Linked DNA regions of Mus musculus: all the other regions are linked to region 3. The links are chromatin contacts, called in public HiChIP or PLAC-seq maps. All regions are on one chromosome and are shown on one strand. Each heading gives the region's core, a stretch centred on a gene start, on an enhancer-like site or on the middle of the called end of the contact. The rest is flanking DNA. Distances are from core to core; before and after follow the strand shown. Region 1 has its middle 8.9 kb from the start of Gm30726. Region 2 has its middle 99 kb from the start of Gm30790. Region 3 holds the start of Hspa13 (heat shock protein 70 family, member 13). Region 4 has its middle 55 kb from the start of Gm30726. Region 5 overlaps Nrip1 (nuclear receptor interacting protein 1).

Region 1 (2,700 bases), core at 65-2,564, 770 kb before region 3:
ATCAGAGGCTTTCTGTTTGCCTTTGTGATCAAAGTCACAAGAGAGAGTCTTTATGAGTCGTCTTTGCTTTTGGCAGTTAGCTTAGTCACTGAACAGAGCTGGAAATTAAAGTGGGTAACAACTCCAAAGTCCAAGAGGGCTCTGAATTAAACATTTGGATTTTCAGAATTGACCATATTACTCATAACTCCCTTATCTTCTGGAAAAACACTTAAGTTCCTTTAAGGGTAAGGCTTTGTCGCACAAGTCCTCAGCCCTTAAATGTTATATTATACTTTAATACTTAACACTTTAATATATTAAATATAAAATGATACATGAATACACACACACACAGGAGCTAAAGAGAAGTTGGCCTAACTTGTGAACAGTTCACGCCCTCGTTTGTCAAAGCATAAGAGAAGAGAGGATTAGGCCTAATTTGTACTCTGGGGTCAGTTGAATACTAAACAGGGGCAGACTTGCAATTACAGTTAAACTATAGTGTCTCTGAGATTTAACAGTGAGTCAGCCCTCGGGTCGCTACCATAGCGACGAGCTTTGTGGACTCATCAAATATTATTCTCAATTTACAAAAAAAAAAAAAAAAAAAAAAAAAAAAAACTGTTATGGAGGCAGACAGGTTAAGTCACTTCTAGAAGATCCTAATATGTCAGCAGGAAAGGGAAGCCTGAAGCAACAGGCTTACTGCACAAATACCTGTGTCTGTGACCTCACACTGGATACTGTTCCTCCCTGAGCCTGGACTTCCTGTCTAGCTAACGAACTTAGCTAACGAGCAAACACACACCTCTAAATGACAAGGAATGGCAAGACTGCTATTTTTTAAAAAGAAGAGGATAGAAAAACAAACAAACAAACAAACAAACACAACAACAAAAGTGACTTAATTTATTCAGGACTAAGTAGGACCTGTTTGTTGTTGTTGTTGTTGTTGTTGTTTTATTAGTGGGAAGATTAAATATTTCCCTGGACTTTCATTTTAGAAATAAACTTAGACAGCAGCATGAATAAACATGAAACAAATGTATTTACTCGTGTTTTATCTAGCGCCTTTGAAACGATGATGTGGACTGTTTCCACCTAGAAAACTGAGTCAGACAGTGATGTAAAGGGTCACTTCTTGAACAGCAATCATGAAGAGACTGAGCTACCGGTTTCTGGCTCAGGCCTTGCAGAAATCTTGAACCAGGACACCGAAGAGTTAACCGGAGGCCCAGACAGTTCCCTGCTGATCTGGTAATGAGAGAGAGAGCCGAGCTGCTGAATGTCAATAGCTCCTTGTGAACTTGGGTAACCCAGCTGAGCCCTGAGCTTGCCAGAGCTGGGGGAGGTAATCAGCTTGACCTTTGTGACCTTCCTGAGGCTCTGCTCTGTCCTGCCTGGAGAAACCTCTTTGCATATGATTTCCACATGCCTCTCCGTTGAAACCCTTTCAGGAGAACTGGACCTGAGTCAGCCTCAAGACGCAGCCTAATAGATAGAAGTTAGTCATTGCTGACGAGAGATTGCACAATACTGTAGGTGCTTGGGGGGAAAAAATGGATGCAAACACATCCTGGCATCCTGGAAACCACAGAAAGATTTCCAGCAACTGCTATGACATCTGTCCTTACAGATTTAGTAAAATGTGACTTATGTTAGAGTTCCGTCGGCCCTTCGCATACACCTATGGAGTTCTAGTCTACCGCTTCTGTTTACCTTTCTGATTTTGGTAGTTCCCGTTCCTTGAATTGTTTACATATTACTACTCTGATTGCCAACCAAGAAGTCATGTATGATGTGCCACAGATAGGTTAAGAGGCTATTTCCTGCCATTTTTGGTGTGTTGTTACACAGCCATTCTTATTCATTTCAAAACCTGAAACCTGAACAATCACTTCAATCAACCCCCATGTGTCGAAAAGTACTGTTCGTAAAAGAATGATGTTATTCATAAACTGAGAATAGGCATCCGAATTCTTAACTGCATCCCTTAGCCATGTAGACAATTGATTTGTATAATGAACCTTAACAATCATAGACTGGAAATTTATAAACAACTCCTATAACAATTGAGAGAAGTCAAATCCTGAAGACTCTTACATGTTACAAAAAGAGGTAGTTGGCTCAAGCACATAGCGGGCATTATTATCAGCTTTAACTCAAAGACACATTATTCTATCAAGGTGCTGGTACCAGTTCCATTGTTACTTTGTGGACTAAAAGGCAAGAAGGTCGCATTTTATGGTAGGCTAAGGAAGCAAACAAGACGAAAAGGTTTGTGTGATCCAATACTGTAAAACATTCTGTACTTTGTTCTTGGAACGAGCATGCGTGGTTGGAAATGCAGAAGAGATAAGCATCTTGCTCCCAACTCTGTTAAATTGAACATTATACCCACTGTTTGGTCTGAAGGAACACAACCCAGTTATAAACCCGACAAGGAGCTGAGGGGGGATTGAAGGTCAAAATTACTTGAAGGACATGGCCCCTGTATTTTTTATCACAACTGATAAACACGAAAAGTCTACCTAACAACTGTACATCAGCCCGATTTGGCTGTTTCTGGCTCAGGTACCTTGTACTTGAAGACGCAAAGGCCTCTGAACAAATATCTTCAGAGTCTGAATCCTAAAGTAGACTGGGTTTTCAAAACACATGCCACGTGCCCATGTCACTACCTGCTAAGATTCTGTTCTGTCAAGCACACTAATAAAC
Region 2 (2,700 bases), core at 29-2,528, 910 kb before region 3:
CATGGCAATGACATGCCTTTGGTGGAGACAGAGTGCTGTATCAGAGAGCAAATGGTTGGCTTTTCCAGGAAGCCTCCTGCACCTGAAACTCTCCATTCATGGTCTTCTAAAAACACAAAGCATATGGACAATTTATGCTGAGGGGGAGAAATTGAAGCTTTTCTCATTTCTGTTGGTATTTTCCGTTATGTTTTTTAAAAAATTACAGCTTTGGCTGCCTTTAGAATTTTATCGTCTCTAAACTATTTGTGATGTCTGTACCCAATTCTCCTTTTAAATCTCTCCTTTGAGGGGAGATGTGCACAGCACACCTTATTAATCAGGAAGCCCGTGGGATGTCCTCTCTTTCAAGTACTTTGAAAATCGCTTACGTCTCTTCTGCCATTTCTGGCAACTCTTTATCAAAGGAAAGAACATAATTCCCTATGTCAACTTTGTGATCTAGATCACAGTGCCTGCTCTAAACTGGGTTTATCAAAGACGGCTATACTATCTGTTGGAACGCACATTGGGAAAACTGTGGGGGGAAGTCAGGGAGCCCCCAGCGCAGGAGTAGATGAGGTAGGAGAGCCATTCTATAATTAGATCCATTCACGGGGGCTCCCCACATCTTACAGCGATTTTTCTCTTTGCCACAGGAATGCTTTAAGTCTCTTCTCTTCTTCCCTTCACACCTAAGCATTTGTTTATGAATCAAAAAATACTTGACATGGAGATGGGGGATGGGGATGCAAACCGAAGGAACCGTAGCCATATTGAGATTAATCAAAATGAAGATAAGCCATCTTTGAAGTTACAGTAAGCCATCCGGGAACTAAGATTCACTGCTGAAACCTTCAGCTCTGTTCATTTGCACCTTGCCTTGTGCCGAACAAATCAGGAAGTGAAACCCAGTAATGACCTACATTTATCAGTAGCCCGCTGGAAAAGAAGGTCCTGAGCTATAGTTCTCCAGTTCCACCCCTCCCCATCCCACCCACACACACCCAGCAGGACGCACACATGCGCAGAGGCAAATTTTTCCACACTATATTCCAGACAGCCTTACCGCTGTTGCTGTGCAGTGAAAGCCACTGATGAATGGTTTGCTTAGGAGCAAAACTGTGAGTTTCTCGGGCTGCTAGGAGAGCCAGTTTTTACCCAAAACAGCTGCGAAACCAGACTGACTTTCCACCTCCCTTGTTGAATACAGGAACTCTTGGCACAATCACAGTGCAAGTAGCACAGGCTCTACCGGGTTACCATTATAGAAACAGACTTGGCCAGCAGGAAGTATTTACATCCTGCACGAAACCCTGATGTTTGACATGAAACCGGAGCTGCTCGCTATGGGTTCAGAGAACAAAAGTCCCCATCTTTGAACTTGCCTCCTAGCCCAAACAAACAAATATTCTTCTTTCCTCTCCATCAAATACCTCAACCCCAACTACTTGCTTCACTGAACTTCTTCATACTGTGCAAATACAGGAAATAAACAAGCTCTGTGCTCTTTCGCCCGGAATGAAACGCACACCCCCGCCACCAAGGATACCACCCAGCTTGGGCTGAGCCTCGCAACGCCTCAGACATCTCCTAAATATGGCGATTATAATTTAATGGAAACAAGCTGGGCTTCCTTCCACAAAAGCAAGGCAAGTTCTGCTGCAGCTAACTGCATGTGAATTTGAGAGCCCTAACTGACATCGAGGCATTTACCAGATCCTGCATAATAAAGAGTAACCGGGCAAAGGAGGGAAATGAGAGAAGGTAGAGTTTCGAGGCTGAGCAAATGGGACCCCAAGATCCAGGAGAAAGAACTACCAACCTCTGACCTTGGCAAGGTTATGATACAAGAAAATAATTTGAAGCCAATGTCCAACCTGTAACTGAAAAAAAATCCAGGGAGGTTTACCAAGTGAACAATTCACTCGAATTAGACTGTATCAGTTTACATCTTTGCTGCGGTAATATAACCATGCACTTAGGAAATGGGTGTGTGTACATGGACAGACAGGAGCTCCGGTATCCAGAAGGAAACTATGTCGTTATTTGCTTCTCAATTTTACTTGGATTTCATAAGCATATGTGGGCAAGGGATACTTGGAAAGAGGTCAAGGGTCATATGCTGGGGGCACAGAAAAGTGATTTTAATGTTGATGGTTTTGATTGTTTTGTGTGTGCCCCATCTCTCTGAGGTTCCCTTCCTTCACCTGCAACAAGGGACCCTCTTAAGACCTGAGGATGTTGCAGTAAGAAATGAGAACCTGGTAGTGGTTCCCAATAACCCTAATGCTGAGACCTTTAATACAGTTCCCCGTGATGTGGTGCCCTCCAATGATAAGATTATTTTCATTGCCACTTCATAATTCTGCTACTGTGATAAGTCATCGTGTAAATATTTTGAAGATAGAAGTTTGCCAAAAGAGTCTCGACCCACAGGTTGAGAACTACTGCTTTAGATACATCTCTAGGGTTGAATGTAAGGGAAGGAAATGGCTTCTTACTTAAAATAGACATATTCATCCGTTTTGCTTTCTTAACTCAAATGATCATTTAAAAAGGTAATGATAATTCATATTGCCATTCATAATGTTTTTCCATTGTTGCTATAACAACTGGCCACAAACTATAGTTTGAAACCACACAAACCATGCTAAGTTTCACTAGGACCGAAGTTTGATCTTAATCTCACAGTCTTAAGTCAAAACATAAGAAACCTGA
Region 3 (2,700 bases), core at 56-2,555:
TGTTTTATATACTAAAAACCACCTGTATCCTCCCCCTCAATAATTGTGGTTAATCTTTTCGTCTTGCTGGGATTCAGAATCATCATGGAAGTAAACTTCCGGGTATGTATATGAGGGCGTTTCTGACCTGATTAATTGAGGCGAAAAGACTTCGCCTAACTATGAGCACTGCTATTCCGACATCCAGCAGGTTCAAGGCTGAATTAGAGAGAGAGAGAGAGAGAGAGAGAGAGAGAGAGAGAGATGCCTTCGTTTCCTGTCTCTGCTTCCTGACTGGGTGCAATGGGGACAGCTGGTTAAAAGGTCTTGCCTCCGTGACTTCCTTGCTATGAGGAACTGTACCATTGAACTTTGAGCCAAAATAAATCTTGTCTTCTTCAAATTGCTTTGCTAACGTGTCTTATGGCGCCAGGGGAAAAGTGATCGGATAGTCAACACGTGAAAGGACGGACCTGTCCAGGAAGACAATTCTGGCCATTTATGACATAATTAAAACGAAAAGTAGAATGTATCTTTCCATATTAGTTGGTAATAGCATATGTGAATGTTAATATTAGATTTGAAAATATCTTGGATAAACCATGCGGTCCTGGACAAACTTCATTCCTGACGAGCCCGTGAAATAATTTACTGCCAACAGCATCGGGCTGGCATTGCATTTAATGACTGCAAGGATATTTGCAAAGCAACGAACAGGTACACCAGAGGTGGGGTCTCCGGTAGGACTGCCCCACTGTGGAATGCTAAGGGGACTTCGGAGGGCTTAGGAGAAGTCTATCTAGAATCTTGATTTCGACCAAAGACGCATAAACCTTAAAAAAGAGGCTGAACAACAAAACGAAACAAAAAACAAAAACAAACAAACAAAAAAACCGGAAGTTTGAATTCCCCGCCTGCCTGGCAACGCAACCCACCTCGGAATCTTAATTGGTTTTATCCTCTTTATGCCTTCCAAGCTCTGGACAGTCCAGAACTGCAGTTCCCACAATACAACGCGGTGAGGCGGGGCTACAGGGACTTTTTTTTTTTTTTTTTTTTTTTTTTTTTAACCGCGAGTAAGCTCGCAGCGTTTTGGGTTTGATGAATGACAAACTCTGGCCTTTCCCAGACGCTGCTCCCACAACAAAGCCTGGTTTGTTGGGCCTTCGTGCGTGGGGAGGCCGAGTCTTCCCTCACTGGCCTGAGTAAAATCCGCCCCGCGGCCTCATGGTAGATGGAGTCATTGCTGTGGTGGAAATCGTAGTTCCTCCGGCTAATTCGGAGCCGACGGACTACATTTCCCAGGAGGCTGCGCGACAGCCGGCGACTAGGGGGCGGTGCCTCCCATCGGTACAGTCATCCTTCTGCCTGTTCGGCGGGACTGATGGCCGGAGAGATGACGATCTTAGGTCAGTATCTCAGGGGTCCCTGCAACTATGGAAGTCGACGGGGAAGTTCGACGAGGTCTGGGTGGGCAAGGGTTGGTTGTCTCACTCTCTGAATCACAGGTCACGCAGCCGAAGGGAGCCTGAAAAGGGGGCTAAGGCTGTTTGGAGCTGGTGGGGGCGGGGCGTCTGGAGTCGGGGGTCTGACTTGCCGGAGGCCTCTTGGGGTCGTGCCACCAGCCACAGGTCTGAGAGACGAGGGCCTAGGAATGCTAACGACCTCGGTCTTGAATGGGTAGCCGAAATCGGTTCTCTGTGCGAGAACCCACTGTGAATAAGAAGGGGATCTCGAGATTGAAGACTCTTGGCTTCACTCGGGATGCGGAATTGGGAGGGATTCAAGTCCCTGTGCATTCTTAGATGGATTCTCTTTTGAACATACCGATTGGGAATCAACATTCCCTTGCCAAACGCTGAGATGCTTTTGAGATTTGTCTGTAGGTGGGAAGAGACAAGTGGATAGGTTCTTGGTCTGCTATGATGTGCCAGGCGTTGATTTGAAGGAGCTAGCAATTACCAACAGCACTACCGAGTGACATTATGGGTTTGAGTGGGGACAGGTGTATTACGCAGACTAGTGAAACCAAATCAGATATTAATTCTAAACTCAAAGTGATGTTCTTATTCGCTTTTGTGTACAATATGCCTGATGTTTCTATATGATCTTTTCCCTTAAATATTTGCTGAGCCTCTGCTCTTCATGGGCCGTACTATTCAATGGTGACTAGAACTTGCCTTCGGGAAGTTTACATATTGTTGCTATCAGGGTTAGCACTTGCATACTTCTTCCCTAATATCTATTTTGAAAAGTATATCCTTAATGAATGCTTATATATGCAAAATCTCTTCTGGACTCTATGAGGTAACAGTAGTGCCTAAGCAGTTTTCAGATCAACATATCCAACTTACGTATTTTATCCTTTTGAATGGGTAAAGACGATAACCAAACAGGTTAGACTTACATACCAAAGCTGTCTCTGTGGGAATTTCATAATGGCATTTCATTTTAGTAATAACAGGTAAAAACTGTTTATGAAGCTATCAATCTAAATAGCAATAATCCAAGAAAACTGGATTGTATTTAGCTTTAGTTTCACATTTGTGATATTTTCATTCAACAACAGCATAATGGTTATTTAAATATCTTTACATTTTATTCCTTTATTATCATGTAACGGATTATACAAAAATACATTTGTGAGGGCTTTTGGTTTTTGAGGGTTTTTTTTTTCTCCTTTGTTTTTAATTGTACCCCGATGGAATGTTAAAAACTTGA
Region 4 (2,700 bases), core at 63-2,562, 840 kb before region 3:
CACATGGATACTCTAAAAGCCAGAAAAATGTTTTATTGCCAGCTGGCATCTGCACAGGGAACTTTCCCAGATCTTACAGCCCCAAGTCTTACAGCCCTTTGTCTTTTACGCACAGAACCCAAATCCTGGTTGTCACACTTCAGTTAGCAAGAAGCTGAGCTACAGAAGCCAAAAAACCATGTTAGTGCATTTAAGGTCTTTCCTGGAACTACGGACCAGGCCTTTGATGGATTAGGTCTTTGTTCCCATTTTGGCAGATGTTGGGGCCTATGCTCTGGGTTTTAAGGTCAAAATGGTGCCTCTAGCATGGAGTCATTCGTGCTAAGCTCTGGGGACCTGTTTGGGCTTAACATTTTTATTAGAAGAATTTGCACACTGTGTAGACCTGCAATGGAGAGAGAGAAAGTCGGGAGTTGTAAATGAGACCTCAAGTGGTTTTTCTTCACAACCTGATAATGAGCAGGCAGTGTTGGAATCCCACTTCCCTGCAGCTGCTTGGGAAACCCAGATCCCCTTGGTGTGCCTGGTTCCTTTCACCCAAAGGATATTGTAACTTTCTATGTGCTCCCAAGGTCTTCAGGAACTGACTTCTCTAACAGCTGCTAGGAAAGTTATTAATGACTGAGTCCCAAATAGTAATTGTTCTGCTTCATGGAATACTGGGATGTCGTAAGCCTACCCAGAGAGTATTCGTTGTTTCAGTGATGAGAGTTGATCAGATTCCTATAAAGACAATCTCGAGGTGCCTCTCCTCAGGCTTGGGATACAGGATTTTTCATCTGATAGCAGGGTTTCTTTTACATAAAATGAAGTGTTAAAAATCTCATGGCAAATTAAGGCCCAATGGGACATCCTTAATCGTTAGGAGAAAAGTCAATATGTGGTTGCTCATATTTTGAGCAAATGATAATTATGTGTGTGTCACAAAACTCTGTGTTCTATAGGATAAATGGCCAAGCAGATAATTCATTCAATATCACTGTTTTTCCTTTCCTGTATGGCTTTGGGGGGGGGGGGGGGCGCTGTTCCTTAATCTGCTCCCATTATAGCACATTCCTAACTAAGTTACTCAAATACCCAGGCCTCTGCCTTTAGAAAAACCTAGGGACGCTCTCTGGAAAAGCCACACTTCCAGGTATCCACAAGCTTCTGAGAACAACGCTGACAGAACAGGACGTGTGTCTATAACCTCTCACTAACTTTTGACTTGGACATTTCTTAAGTGAAACCCATGCTGTGTCTATTGTATGACTTACCATTTTCCCTCACAATGTAATCACAAGACCATCTTAGCTGTAGTTTCACTTCTGCAGCAATCAAGCCTCAGTCTTATTGCTCCCCTAGCACGGTGATTCTTCTTTTTCTTCAGTCCCCTTGGTTGGAAACCCCAAAGTCCCGCCTCTGTCGTTGCCCAGCCATTAGCTGCTGGCAGCTTTGTTTACCAACCAGAACCAGCTAAGGTCAGGGACCCTCAGCGCCTCACATGCAGGATTCTACTGCAATTACCAAATAGCAGGATTCAAGCAATAAACCAAATCCGCAAGAGACCGTAAGAAAAAAGTTCCAATAAGTCACTTCCTCTTTCCCAAGGCTTATAACTAAAGCTATCTAAATTTCTAGCAAAGTGTATGAGTCAAAAAGGGGAGAGCCTAGAAGACATAGCACACCTCTCTCGAAGGCAATTGGTTTCCAAAGGACTTTTAATTCCTACAATTTGTAAGTAAACCAGAAAAATCATTACAGGTGCCCTGTTCATCCCAGAAGCCCTAGATGCCTATAAACCACATAATGTTATCTTTTACATGTCTAACACACTTCACATATATCACACACTTAGCAAACAAGACAATGTGTAAAGCACACACAGCAATGTTGAAGCCTGTGATAAGCTTTGGTGATATTTTTGTTTCCTTCTGCCTATCACCAGAGCAGTTCATGTTTTCTTTCTCCAGCTCTGAAGAAAAGAACTGGAGGAAAAAAAAATAGAGCTTTCTAAATATGACAAATGTTCAGAAGTTTGCAATTCACTTTTGGCAGGGCTGTTGATGTCAGTGAGCTCCTCCAGAAACCTGTATTGATGTCATTTTAATATTTCAAATGGTTCATTTGGCAAACATAAACAGTACCGATAGATTTGATTCTGTGGCCTTTTGCTTGGATAATGGATGTAGAACTTGGTACTAACTGGATTTTCTTGTTCCTCTGTTTTTAAAATTCAGGGAGCATATGAGGGAAAAAAATGACAGATAGAAAAAGAAAGACAGAAAGCTGTTAAGATCCTTGTCATGGTAGCATTTTTAGGAACCAAGATACCTCTGGGCCCTAAATTCCTTAGAAGTCTCTTGTCAAGCAAGCCCCTTCCCTCCAGCTTGTCACTCAACAACCAGGAATCATCTTCCCCTGACAACATCTGCCCAAGAGCTAGATGGAGAACTTAGTTCTACACCTTGGTACCGTATGGTGCAGAGATTAATTTCCTTTTCTGCCTTTCCACTCCAGGATCCTACACTTTGTTTGCTCACCTCTAGCTGGATTGTTTACATTGTTAAATCCTTGAGGATGTGTGTGGCATTTTCTTTGGGGCTTGCAATTACCCTAGTTCCTTTTAACACTCTGAAAGACAATCAGTCTTTAATTTACAATCTTCTTCTTCTTCTTCTTCTTCTTCTTCTTCTTCTTCTTCTTCTTCTTCTTCTTCTT
Region 5 (2,700 bases), core at 115-2,614, 590 kb before region 3:
AGATAATAAAAGAATCTAATATATCTATATATACCTATCTATCTATCTATCTATCTATCTATCTATCTATCTATCTATTCGTATTTTACAGCCCATCTGTGTAGTTTACTTTCCTTTCTTTAGGTGAATTAAAGTGTTGTGGTATCTAATTTATTTTAGACTTGCATTTTATTATGGTAGAGGAACTGTTTTATAGGGTTGTTGTTTCAGTGTATCTTGATACGTTTTGGCGTTTGAAGAGTACTCCTTGTGCCCTGTCATTTATGGTAGTGGATTTCTTTCAACCTATGGTATTTCCTTTCTTTTATTAATGCAGTATGACTGGACCCGAGACATTGGAAGTGCGGTCTTCTAGTCAGTTAGTGGAACATATGCTTGTTCCACTTATTAAAAATGAAACAGAAACTCATGGCTTTTTCTTTTTAATCTGGAGATGGAAAGATCTTGTGCATGTTATGTAAGCACTCCACCACCGAGCTACCACCTTACCCTCATAGATCTTTTTTTTTTAAGGAGGAAAGAAAATCTTAATTAAAATACAACTACATCAATTCCCCCTCCCTTTTCCAGCCCCCACCCCATTCAAATTCATGGCCTGCTTTTCTCTAGTAGTTATCTTTAAATAGGTAAATAAATGCAAAAGATACATAAAAAACAACCTGCCCAGTCGAATCCCTTTGCTATACTGGTGAGAAGACTATTTCTCCATTCTCTCCTGCTTAGCTTCTTAGTTGTAGTTATCTGTAGTTGTGTGTCTATGGGTGGGGACCAGTAAGATCCTCTAGTCCCCTCCCCCATGCTTGCATGTTGATTGGTGGTGTCATTGCCCAGACCTTGTTTATGCAGCCATATTGTTGAGGATTCGTGGGTGATGCCTCCCAGTCATTTTTGCCAGATACAATCTCGTAGAGGACTTCCTGTTCTCTGGCTTTTATTATCTTTGTGCTCCCTTCCTCCATAAGTTTCCTTGACCCTTATGTAAGGTTGTTGTGTTATATATGGGTCAACTAGGGAAACAATTATAAACAAAGGGTGCTGTATACATTACAGAGTTAGAATTTTAATATACATAACATCCTTTATTTATAACTGTATATACGTACACATATATTAGTTTCTAGAAATCGTTGTGTGATGGTAGAAAATACTAGCTCTATCATGTGTTTTGGGTTTTTTTTAATGCTGCTAAAGGATATGGAATGCCTCTTTACCCCAGTTTTAGGCAGATATGAGAGCCAAGAGTATGTGATGGACTTATTCAAACATATTCTTATTGTTCTGTATGTGATTGTAAAGTGGGCCTGAGTGTGCGTGCACAGATGTGCCGGCATGCATGGGTGCGTGCACCTGTTGATTGCATCACTCCTTTGATGTCTCCTAACTCGGGGTGAAGGGGGTGCTTCCTGTCCTTGTCAGTGGATCTTTTCTCCTAGGTACACGTCCTGCTTTTCTGTGTTCTGTGACCTTGCAGTCATGACTTCAGCCCAGAATAGTTTCAAAGTCATGTAAATGAATGCAATTAAGGTATTGCTTATCAACGTCCATAGTTCAGACGGAACCTTACTGGATGCAGAGGCTTGTTTGTCTCATGAGGAAGGTCAGAATAAGGTTAAATTGTATTACATAAAATGATACAGGGATGTTTTTATTAAGCTGATTGAAAAAAAAATGTCATAATTGAAAAAATCCTAATGTTTTTCCCCTCTAATTATCTGAATGTCTTCTTCATTTTTTTTTCCTTTTTGTTAGTTTTTTGTTTGCTTGATTATTCTCTGGAATAAACAACACTTTCAAGGAGATGTCTTTTGTCTACTTGTAAAGCCTTGGATTGGGACATCTTACTCAGTTACAATTCTAGGTGTAATGACGAGCACAGCTAAGCTGACAACTTGGCTGCTGATGGGAGGTGGCTCTGGGCTTGCTAATGTATGTCCTTAGAAGACTTGTGCAGTGTTGGTTACCAGGCAGGTGACACGGGACATTTAAACTGTAGGAAAGACAGTCCCACTACACGGGTAGGCCTATCGTCTGTGGGATAGACAGAGCTCCAAAGTAGACCCTGGAGGCTGTATGGAGAAAGGGCTGAAAGTGTGACTGTGTGGATATAAAGCAATTAAGAGAAAAATAAGTACCATTCACTCTCCTTTTGTGATTTTTTTCCAAAGTAGGTTGTACTCATCGATTCAGGATTTAAGGCTCCTGTTTACTTAACAGCTCTTTACTGAGAGTCAGCTAGATGCTCTTGCAACAGACATGACAGATACTTGGGGCCCGTAAAAGAAAAATGAGTGACTCCCAGTCACAATGAGAACAACAATAAGTAGACACAACATTACTGAGAGATGGAGTGTTATAAGCCTGTTTAGCTAGCATGGGCGGGGGGGGGGGGGGAGGCACCACACCAAGAAATCTGGCCTCTGTATAAAGAGACTGAAAGCTCCAAGTAAAATGAAGGTGAACTAGCTTCGTATTAGGTTCGTATTTTGGTTTATAGATTTTTTTTGTAATGTTATGATCCTGGAAAACGTATCCTAAGTTATGGATTAGACACTGAAGAGGCCAACTATGTAAACTCTTGAGTCCAGTAGAACAAAGATGTAGTAAGATCAAGGTGTGTCTATCATACCTTCCCAATCACTGGTTGACTGCACCGTTGGCCCATTGATCAGCATAACCATTAAAAGCCCATGCCTGTACAGT

What was found. HiChIP or PLAC-seq counts read pairs in DNA pulled down with a chosen protein or histone mark.
Region 1: an H3K4me3 HiChIP or PLAC-seq map of stem cell-derived neural progenitor cells shows a contact between it and region 3, with 4 times the contacts expected there. The contact joins the enhancer-like site here to the promoter of Hspa13 in region 3. A contact is called at or near these places in 3 of 484 Hi-C or Micro-C datasets (the Ba/F3 cell line, CD4 T cells and liver), 7 of 115 datasets of contacts at active chromatin or transcription factors (acute myeloid leukemia, astrocytes, bone marrow-derived macrophages and 3 more) and 3 of 9 other capture datasets (adipose tissue, embryonic stem cells and liver).
Region 2: a contact with region 3 is called in an H3K4me3 HiChIP or PLAC-seq map of pro-B cells, with 9 times the contacts expected there. The contact joins the enhancer-like site here to the promoter of Hspa13 in region 3. A contact is called at or near these places in 1 of 39 promoter capture datasets (the HPC-7 cell line), 9 of 484 Hi-C or Micro-C datasets (the G1E-ER4 cell line, the HPC-7 cell line, LSK cells and 5 more), 5 of 115 datasets of contacts at active chromatin or transcription factors (astrocytes, fibro-adipogenic progenitors, large pre-B cells and 2 more) and 3 of 9 other capture datasets (adipose tissue, embryonic stem cells and liver).
Region 4: a contact with region 3 is called in an H3K4me3 HiChIP or PLAC-seq map of bone marrow-derived macrophages, with 6 times the contacts expected there. The contact joins the enhancer-like site here to the promoter of Hspa13 in region 3. A contact is called at or near these places in 2 of 484 Hi-C or Micro-C datasets (bone marrow-derived macrophages and embryonic fibroblasts), 5 of 115 datasets of contacts at active chromatin or transcription factors (astrocytes, bone marrow-derived macrophages, cardiomyocytes and 1 more) and 1 of 9 other capture datasets (adipose tissue).
Region 5: a contact with region 3 is called in an H3K27ac HiChIP or PLAC-seq map of thymic regulatory T cells, with 7 times the contacts expected there. The contact joins the enhancer-like site here to the promoter of Hspa13 in region 3. A contact is called at or near these places in 8 of 39 promoter capture datasets (the 3T3-L1 cell line, 3T3-L1-derived adipocytes, the HPC-7 cell line and 5 more), 2 of 15 datasets of contacts at CTCF or cohesin (large pre-B cells and pro-B cells), 45 of 484 Hi-C or Micro-C datasets (the AML12 cell line, B cells, the Ba/F3 cell line and 33 more), 18 of 115 datasets of contacts at active chromatin or transcription factors (the NIH/3T3 cell line, bone marrow-derived dendritic cells, bone marrow-derived macrophages and 14 more) and 4 of 9 other capture datasets (adipose tissue, embryonic stem cells, liver and 1 more).

Annotation. Positions count from the first base shown.
Region 1 is chr16:76,538,530-76,541,229 of GRCm38.p6, reverse strand. No RefSeq gene overlaps it. Among named protein-coding and RNA genes, the nearest start is that of Gm30726, 8.9 kb to the left of the region's middle. Within about 2 kb of position 1,314, at least 113 of the 459 cell types and tissues checked have an H3K27ac peak or open chromatin away from gene starts, as enhancers often do. A contact at or near this core is called in the Ba/F3 cell line and stem cell-derived neural progenitor cells, where this site is marked.
Region 2 is chr16:76,678,994-76,681,693 of GRCm38.p6, reverse strand. No RefSeq gene overlaps it. Among named protein-coding and RNA genes, the nearest start is that of Gm30790, 99 kb to the left of the region's middle. Within about 2 kb of position 1,278, at least 120 of the 459 cell types and tissues checked have an H3K27ac peak or open chromatin away from gene starts, as enhancers often do. A contact at or near this core is called in the HPC-7 cell line, LSK cells, the P5424 cell line and 3 more, where this site is marked.
Region 3 is chr16:75,765,423-75,768,122 of GRCm38.p6, reverse strand. It overlaps Hspa13 (heat shock protein 70 family, member 13), which reads left to right and starts at 1,305. Exons shown (of 5, transcript NM_030201.3): 1 at 1,305-1,388. The coding sequence starts at 1,364.
Region 4 is chr16:76,602,788-76,605,487 of GRCm38.p6, reverse strand. No RefSeq gene overlaps it. Among named protein-coding and RNA genes, the nearest start is that of Gm30726, 55 kb to the right of the region's middle. Within about 2 kb of position 1,312, at least 33 of the 459 cell types and tissues checked have an H3K27ac peak or open chromatin away from gene starts, as enhancers often do. A contact at or near this core is called in bone marrow-derived macrophages, where this site is marked.
Region 5 is chr16:76,353,160-76,355,859 of GRCm38.p6, reverse strand. All of the region lies in intron 1 of Nrip1 (nuclear receptor interacting protein 1), which reads left to right. Among named protein-coding and RNA genes, the nearest start is that of Nrip1, 19 kb to the left of the region's middle. Within about 2 kb of position 1,364, at least 45 of the 459 cell types and tissues checked have an H3K27ac peak or open chromatin away from gene starts, as enhancers often do. A contact at or near this core is called in CD8 T cells, DN3 thymocytes, the HPC-7 cell line and 7 more, where this site is marked.